Regions from separate parts of the Sus scrofa genome. Here region 2 is linked to region 1. Evidence: chromatin contacts called from public HiChIP or PLAC-seq data. All regions are on one chromosome and are shown on one strand. Each heading gives the region's core, a stretch centred on a gene start, on an enhancer-like site or on the middle of the called end of the contact. The rest is flanking DNA. Distances are from core to core; before and after follow the strand shown.

Region 1 (3,959 bases), core at 440-2,939:
TCGGAGCAGGAGTTCCGTTTTGGCTCATCGGTTAATGAATCCAACTAGCATCCATGAGGTTGCGGGTTCGATCACTGGCCTCGATCAGTGGGTTAAGGATCTGACGTTGCCGTGAGCTGTGGTGTAGACCAGCAGCCACAGTTCCAATTTGACCCCTAGCCTAGGAACCTCCATATGCTGCAGGTGCGGACCTAAAAAGCAAAAAAAAAAAAAAAAAGCCTCGAGCCTTTCATTTTCGTATAGGTCTTTATATCATGCATTGTTCCTACTAAACTGTCTGGGAAATGGTCTCTTTGGTGTTGCGGGGGCATATGGATCACTGAGGATGATGAGTGAGAATTACCTGCTCCCCCCCCACCACTTTCATCTCCCTAACTTCTCTTATCATCATCCATGGGCTTAGAGAAAGCATGAATGGGGAAATGTGATCCTGGGGTGTGAGAGAAACTTGATCTTAGCCTGTGCTCTGCCCTGGAAATTTCCTAGTCAAACCCCAAGACTTTAACCAAAGGCAGAGTTTTGTTTTTTAGGGTCTACTAGTTAATCATTATATATTGTGATTAAATTGGGTCCAAAAAAAAAATTTTTTTTTTGCTTTTGACTATTTAGGGCTGCACCTGTGGCAAAGAGAAGTTCTCAGGTTAGGAGTGGAATCAGAGCTGCAGCTGCCGGCCTACACCCCAGCCACAGCAACGCAGGATCTGAGCCACATCTGTGACCTACACCATAGCTCATGGCAACACCAGATCTCCGACCCACTGAGCAAGGCCAGGGATCGAACCCACATCCTCATGGATACTAGTCGGATATGTCTGCTCCGCCACAACGGGAGCTCCAATTGGGTCAAATGTGGGTGAATTTTGGAGACACTTTTCTAATGAGAAAAGAAGCTGAGAAAAGAAATCAGCCCTTTTTTGTGACCATCACATTCACAGTCCTAATTTGTGGGGGACTCTTTGGTAGTGAGAAGAAGGGCTGGTTTGTATCTAGAAGAGGTCTACAGAGAGAAGGGTTTGGGATCAGAAAGTACTTTCAGAATGAGGTCCCAACCAGACCTGGGTCTTCCCACTGACCGATTACTTGCGGCTTTTCCTCTCTCTTCCTTGTGTGTTTCTCTCCCATATCAAGACCTTCAGACCAAGGGCAATGTGGATTATTTCCCAGTTTTCCAGCTGGGCCGTTCACCAAGAACAAACCCAGACATCAAGGCCAGACCGAAAAAAAAAAAAAAAACTTCTTGTTTTAGACAGAAGACTCCTACATCTGGGGGATTTAATGCACCCACTGTCCTCTCAGTGCACTTCCTGTGTCCGGAGCTTCTCTGCCTGCCGCCTCTGGTCTCATAAGTTTCCATACCCCGCTGCCAACTTATAATAACAGAGGCAGCAGGGCAGCAACGTCAGAATCCACTCCAAACGTGGGCACGTGCTTTGCAACCTGAAACAAAGCTTGGAAGGGCTCAAGGCAGACCTTTCGGCCTTGACAGTGGTTGTGCCCAGACCACCAGGAGCCTGGAATTAAATACCCTTAGATCCAGTTCTCTGCCATTAATGTTATCAGCTTCATCAAGTACTTCCTCTTTCAGTGGTGTCTGCCGAGAAATAAATAAATCAAGCTCCTCCGAGTCCTGTTCCTGCCCAGATCCTGAGTCAGAAGTAAGATCTGAGCTGGATTGTCCAGAGCACTATCTCCCTCCGTCATTGTTCCCAAAATCTAGGCAGGAACAGAGAGTGAAATTTCTCCAGGACATTACATCAGTTCCTCTTTTCCCCTTAGCATGAAAGTTCTTCCTCTCGCAGCCCTCCCCGACTTCCTAAGGCTTGTCCTGAGTGCACACCCATCCACTGAGCCTTGAAACCCAGGACATCAAAGAAAGCCTGCAGGTAACCAGACGACTGGCCACCGCCTGTGTCCGTTTGGAAATTTGTAAGACAGGAAATGGATTCGGGAAATGGGATTTTGAAATACATCGTCTTCATCATCCTTGAGTGTTTTTAAACCTGAATAAGTTTAATGAAAGGGAGACGTTCTGTAAATGGCATTTAGAAGAAAATATATGAAACTTCAAAATGCAGCTGTCTTAAATATGGCTTCCCGTGATCATATTCGGTGACAAATGAGACGTGAACCATGGACAAAAGATAAATTCATTTTTGTGGAGGGCAGAATTGATCCATATTAGCTCTGAAAAGAAAACGTGCCTCATCCCTGAGAGATCACAGATCATGTCTATCATACTAATTATCGCAGCTATTAAATAAGTTAATTCCACGGGCCCAATCGGTACCCTGTAAGTATTTACTTGCACTGAGGTTAAAGTGAGGAAGTTGGTACTTGTCATCCCAACCTGTATCTTGCAAGGTTGAGTACTTTAAATCCCTTTATAAAATTATAATCAGAGATCCTTCACATCTCCTGAAAACGAATAGCACCTCAGTATCATCAGCTATTTTATGAATGTGCACATTTTTCCAACAGTCTCATAAGAGTTTTTATAGTTGATTTGAATCACAACCCAAGCAAGTCTGTCTGTACTTTGCAGATGGTTTGATGTGTCTCTTAAGTCTTTCTTTTTTCTTTTTAGGGCCGCACCCTCAGCACATGGAAGTTCACAGGCTAGGTAGCAATCAGAGCTGCAGCTGCCAGCCTACACCACAGCCACAGCAATGCCAGATCCTTAACCCACTGAGCAGGGCCAGGGATCAAACCCACATCCTCATGGTTACTAGTCAGGTTAGTTTCCACTGAGTCACAGTGGGAACTCCTCTTAAGTATTTTTTAATCTATATATAGGTCTCCATTTCTATCTTTCTAGTGCGTATGCTTGCACACTCTCTCTCTCTTTGCTAGCTGTTTAAGAAAGAAGGTGGCCATGTTAATGTAACTTTTCCCCTGTATATGGTATAACCTTTTTTCCCCCCTCTGGTTGCTTTCAAGATTTTCTCTTTATCTTTGGTTTTTAGCAGTTTGACTGTGTGCCTGGATGTAGCTTTCACTGTATTTATCTTGCATGGGATTTACTGAGCTTCTTGGATCAGTATGTGTATTTGTGGTTGTTGTTGCTACAAATTTGAGGACAATTGGCCATTATTTCTTCAATTTTTTTCCCCATTCTTTCTGTTTTCTCCTGTTTAACAATGTTACTATGACTGTGCAGGAAAATCATCTTAAATGTTTTCTTAGAGGAGCACACAAGTATTTGGGGCAGGATATCAAAATCTTTAATTTGCTTCAAAATAACTTAGTTAAAACATATGCATTAGGTAGGGGGGATAAAAAAAACTCTCCTCTATCCAAAAAAAAAAAAAAAAAAGTTTTCTCCTTCTTGAACTCCAATTATATTTCTTTTAGACCATTTAATATTATTCCATAGATCACTGACGATCTGTTTTTGTTTTTGATTATTTGTTTTCAAATTTACTAGTCCTTTCTTTTCTCATTTCCAATCTACTGTTAAGTCCATTCAGTTCAGTATTTCATTTCATGTACTGTATTTTTCAGCTATAAAATCTTTTTGTATACTTTCCATTTTTTTCTGATAGTTTCCTTCCGTTATCACTTATTATGACCATCATTTTAAGTGTTTGAACTTATTTATAACAAGTACTTTAAAGTTCTTTTTTGCTCATGCCAACATCTCAGAGTCTATTTCTGTTGACTGCCTTGAATATGGGTCACAATTTTCTGTTTCTTCATATGTCTAAAAAAATCATTATTGGATACTGAATATTATAGATAACACTTTGTAGAGATTCTGGGTCAAGTTATATTCCTCTGAAGAGTTTTCATTCTAATGCTAGCAGACAGGTAAATGACTAGCCAATCACTTTGAATTTGTGGAGGCTTCGCCTTATATTTGGTTAGGGAAGATCTAGTTCCATTTTGCCTTTAGCCCTTAGCAAATCCCTTTGTCCCAGAGTATAGTCCTCACTCCTAAGGTGTGGCTATTCTTGGGTAAT
Region 2 (3,959 bases), core at 872-3,371, 150 kb before region 1:
TATGCAGTAGACTCTCACCTGATCAGGTGTTTCAGCAGGTGGAGCAGGGGCTTCTGGCCTTCAGGGCACACAGGTGAGGGCTTCCCCTGGGCCACAGGGAAAACCTTGACTTGGCCTGTCCTGCTCTTCTGGTCTCACACATTTTCATGTTCTGCTGGTGCTAGCACCGCAGCATCTGCTCAACTTCACTTTCTTCCTTTTGCCAAGAAGCGGGCACCCCACTCTGCTTTCCTGAGAAAGGTTGAACCTGGAGCCCAGAGTACCCCATCCCCAGCCTTTATGATGATTGTCAGGGTCCCTTATCTCATCACCTGTTAGGAGGCGTGGGCCATGCTGAGTGACACATCGCCCATAAAACATAGCTGCTTCCTGTTGATCGCATGGTCCCGGAGGAGAGGCTGTGCCTGAGGATTCAGACAGACTGGAGGGCTAGGCAGGGGTGCCCTGAAGTATTTACTTATGCTAAAGAGAGAACACAGCTGTTTTCCCCAGAGTATGGTACTCTGATTATTCTGGTGGGTGGTGAGTGTGTGCGCGCATGTGCAGACAGATGTGCACGCTGAGGAGTCAGGAACATCCATTTCTAGCTCTCATGTCTGAGAACATCGATAAAAGCCTCAACTTCACCTGCCGGCAGGTGATCATAAGACCGCTCCAGAAGCCTGCAAGGAAGCAGTGTCTTTGTCTTCTGACTCCTTTTGAAAAAAACTTGCCCCAGGCCACTTCTTAGCGGACACACAGCGCCTCTCCTGTAGTTTGACTGTCACTGATGAGCATCAGGAAGTTGGCGCCCTGAGAGTCCCACCTGTCTTCCTGGGCATGGTGGTATCTGTCCCCCTCCTATTGACTGCCACCACCAGTGCTGTGCTTCCAGCTGAGAATGAACAGCCTGGACGTGGAGTTCTCACAGTCCAGCTGCCCTCACCTCCTGCACATTTCTCCCAAGTTGAGGAGAAAAGAACACACAAATGAAAGGCCAGCTTTTCAGGTGAGACTCTCTAAAACACTAGGGGAACGTCAGACTTTGAATCAGGGAGTAAGAAAGCAAGGCCCATAATCAGAGATTTGAGATGGATGGCGGGAGTTGCCCAGAAATTGTGCTCCAAAGGGGACCAGTCCTTGATGTGTATGTTGGAGAAGCTCTTTCTGGTGTCAGGGTCACTGGTGGTGTTGCCCCATGCCTCTCAGCCTGTGCGCCCCCTCAGTGGACCAGCTCCTCCTCTGGAGGGTGGCCATTCGGCTATTCTTCTGCAGATCACCCCTGCCAGCCCGAAGCCTCAACTGCTGGCTGCCCACACCCACTTCCCCAGCACTGCTTCCCAGACTTACTAGGTGCTTAGCAGTGACTCTCTCTTTTTTTTTTTTTTTTTTTTTTTTAAGGATAGTTGATTTACTGACTAGGAACCATGAGGTTGCAGGTTTGATCGCCGGCCTTGCTCAGTTAAGGATCTGGTGTTGCCCTGAGCTGTGGTGTAGGTCGCAGATGTGGCTTGGATCTGGTGTTGCTGTAGCTGTGGCTCCAATTTGACCCCTAGCCTGGGAACCTCCCTATGCTGAGGGTGCGGCCCTAAAAAGCAAAAAAAAAAAAAAAGCATAGTTGATATACAGTGTTTCTTCATTTTCTGTTGTACAGCAACGTGACCAAGTCACACACAGTTTCCTGTGCTGTACCATAGGGCCCCACTGCCCATCCATTCCAAGGGTAGCAGTTTGCATCCCCAAACTCCTCATCCAACACGTTCCCTCCCCACGCCCCGCTGGCAGCCACAAGTCTGCTCTCCTTGGCCATGGTCTGTTTTTGTTTTGTAGATAGGATCATCTCTTGCAGCGACTGAGGTTCAAGTGCTTGGCGGGACTGGCTACTTAATTTATGAGGCCCAGGGTAAAAGGCAGACGCAAGGGCCGTTGTTCAAAAATTGCGAAGGGTTTCAGGATGGCCTCAGCAGTTCCTTCCCACAGTGGGGGCAGACCCGAAAGCACGGGGCCTCCAACTGCAGGCGAGAAGCCAGCCTGGTGCTAGGTGTCGTGGTTGGGAGTTAGCAGGAGCTGCTCTGGGGCTCCGTGACTCTTAAGCCCAGTCACCGTGAGGGCCTTTGGCAGATCCCTGCCCTGTGATTCAGACGGAGTCATTCAGACAGGAACTGCCCGGGGTCCGGGCGCCCCTCTCTTTCCTGAAGTGGTTGGGGCCAGGCAGGATGGAGCTGTTTAGTGTTTCATCCAGGCTGGCGGGGCAGTCCGTGTGGTTTCCCTGGCATCTCCAGAACTGGCAGCAGACCAGACGGAGTCCAGGATCTTCAGGCTCTCCGAGGGCTGGCCAGGCTGCTGTCCTGTCGGTGAGCCCTATGGTGAGGGAGCTGCGGCCGGGGCCCCAGGGAGCCACCTCTCTGGAGTCTGGGATCCATCTGCTCCAGGTGGGAGGCCTGCGTTTCAAATTAGGAAGCCCTGCCTGGGTGTCCAGCATCATGTGGATGCTCTTTGGGGAAGAAAATAGGGTCCTTGCCCCCAGTCATTTTGCAGTCTCTTTGGGCACTGCGTGGGAAACATCCCAACAAGCTTGGGACCTGTGGAAGATACTGATGTGTAGGACTGGCCTGTGAGGGAGACAGTAAGCTCTGGGCATAAGGGAGGGAAGAGATTTTCGTTCCTGAAGGGCCAGCTTTTGTAGCATTTCCTACACTGAGACGACGTCACCCAACAGGGGTGGTGAGGAAGGATCGGCCGGCAAGTGATGCAGCAGAAGCCCACGTGCAATTTCCCCAGATGCAGAAGAAAGGTAGGCTTGTCTCTAGCCAACGTGCAGAGGCCTCGGTGCTTCTCTTCTTTGAGAGGTTCTCTCGCAGAGGCACAGGGAGCGGCCTGGCTCTCGAGGCTCAGGGAGGAGAACGGCAAGTGCAGGCCCGAACATCTGGCCAGGATGGAGCTGGGGTGGGAGGTGGGAGGGATGAGACAGGAGCAGACCCTGTGAACAGCATCTCTTGCCCCTCCCTCCCTCTGCCTTCACACCGGACCATCCAGCTGCTTCCCTCCCTGAAATGGGCAGCGGCTGTGTGTGGACATGAGGGCGAGGAGTGGGTTCATGGGCACCTCGGCATGCTGGCTGGCCCCGCGTCCTCCAGGGAGTGAAGGCATCTCTTGTGACCTCCTCTTGTGCTGTGGCCTCAGGCTTCTGTGGCACAGGGCGTGCCGGGGCTCCTACCCTTCTGGAGCTGTGAACGAGATCAGTGGGAGCTGATCTATTAGAGCTGATGGAAGTGGGGAGAGGAGGTAGGTGTCTGAAGAGCCGGTGAGGGGTTCTGAGGGTGCTCCTGGCACATTCAGGTACGGCCTTCATCTTTCAAAGCCACACAGTGCAATTAGCACGATCATCCCCCAAATGAGCGTTGAGTGCACTGTCCCAGACGGAGTTCTGTGAGGAAATAAAAACATCTTAGCGAGGCTGGCATTTTTTTCCCCCTTTTTTAATTGAAGTATAGTTGATTTACAATGTTGTATGTGTTTTTTTGTTTTGTTTTGGTTTTTTTGTCTTTTTGCCATTTCTTGGGCCACTCCTGGGGCACATGGAGGTTCCCAGGCTAGGGGTCTCATCGGAGCTGTAGCCACCAGCCTACACCAGAGCCACAGCAACGCAGGATCTGAGCCGCGTCTGCAACCTATACCACAGCTCACAGCAACGCCGGATCCTTAACCCACTGAGCAAGGCCAGGGATCGAACCCGAAACCTCGTGGTTCCTAGTCGGATTCATTAACCACTGCGCCATGACGGGAATTCCTGTAAGTGTTTTTTTAGGTTTTATCGAAGTATGGTTGATTTGCAAGGTTGTGATAATTTCTGCTGTACAAGAAAGTGCTTGGGTTATACATAGACACACATCCATTTCTCTTTCAGATTCTTTTCCCACACAGATGATCACAGAATACTGAGTAGGGATCCCTGTGCTTTACAGCAGGTCCCCGTTGGC

What was found. HiChIP or PLAC-seq counts read pairs in DNA pulled down with a chosen protein or histone mark.
Region 2: a contact with region 1 is called in an H3K27ac HiChIP or PLAC-seq map of alveolar macrophages. The contact joins two enhancer-like sites. A contact is called at or near these places in 1 of 47 Hi-C or Micro-C datasets (liver) and 1 of 2 datasets of contacts at active chromatin or transcription factors (alveolar macrophages).

The regions. Positions count from the first base shown.
Region 1 is chr5:60,550,676-60,554,634 of Sscrofa11.1, reverse strand. All of the region lies in intron 4 of ETV6 (transcription factor ETV6), which reads left to right. Among named protein-coding and RNA genes, the nearest start is that of BCL2L14, 190 kb to the right of the region's middle. Within about 2 kb of position 1,689, at least 26 of the 83 cell types and tissues checked have an H3K27ac peak or open chromatin away from gene starts, as enhancers often do. A contact at or near this core is called in alveolar macrophages, where this site is marked.
Region 2 is chr5:60,702,718-60,706,676 of Sscrofa11.1, reverse strand. The region is part of intron 1 of ETV6 (transcription factor ETV6); the gene reads left to right. Among named protein-coding and RNA genes, the nearest start is that of ETV6, 72 kb to the left of the region's middle. Within about 2 kb of position 2,121, at least 12 of the 83 cell types and tissues checked have an H3K27ac peak or open chromatin away from gene starts, as enhancers often do. A contact at or near this core is called in alveolar macrophages, where this site is marked.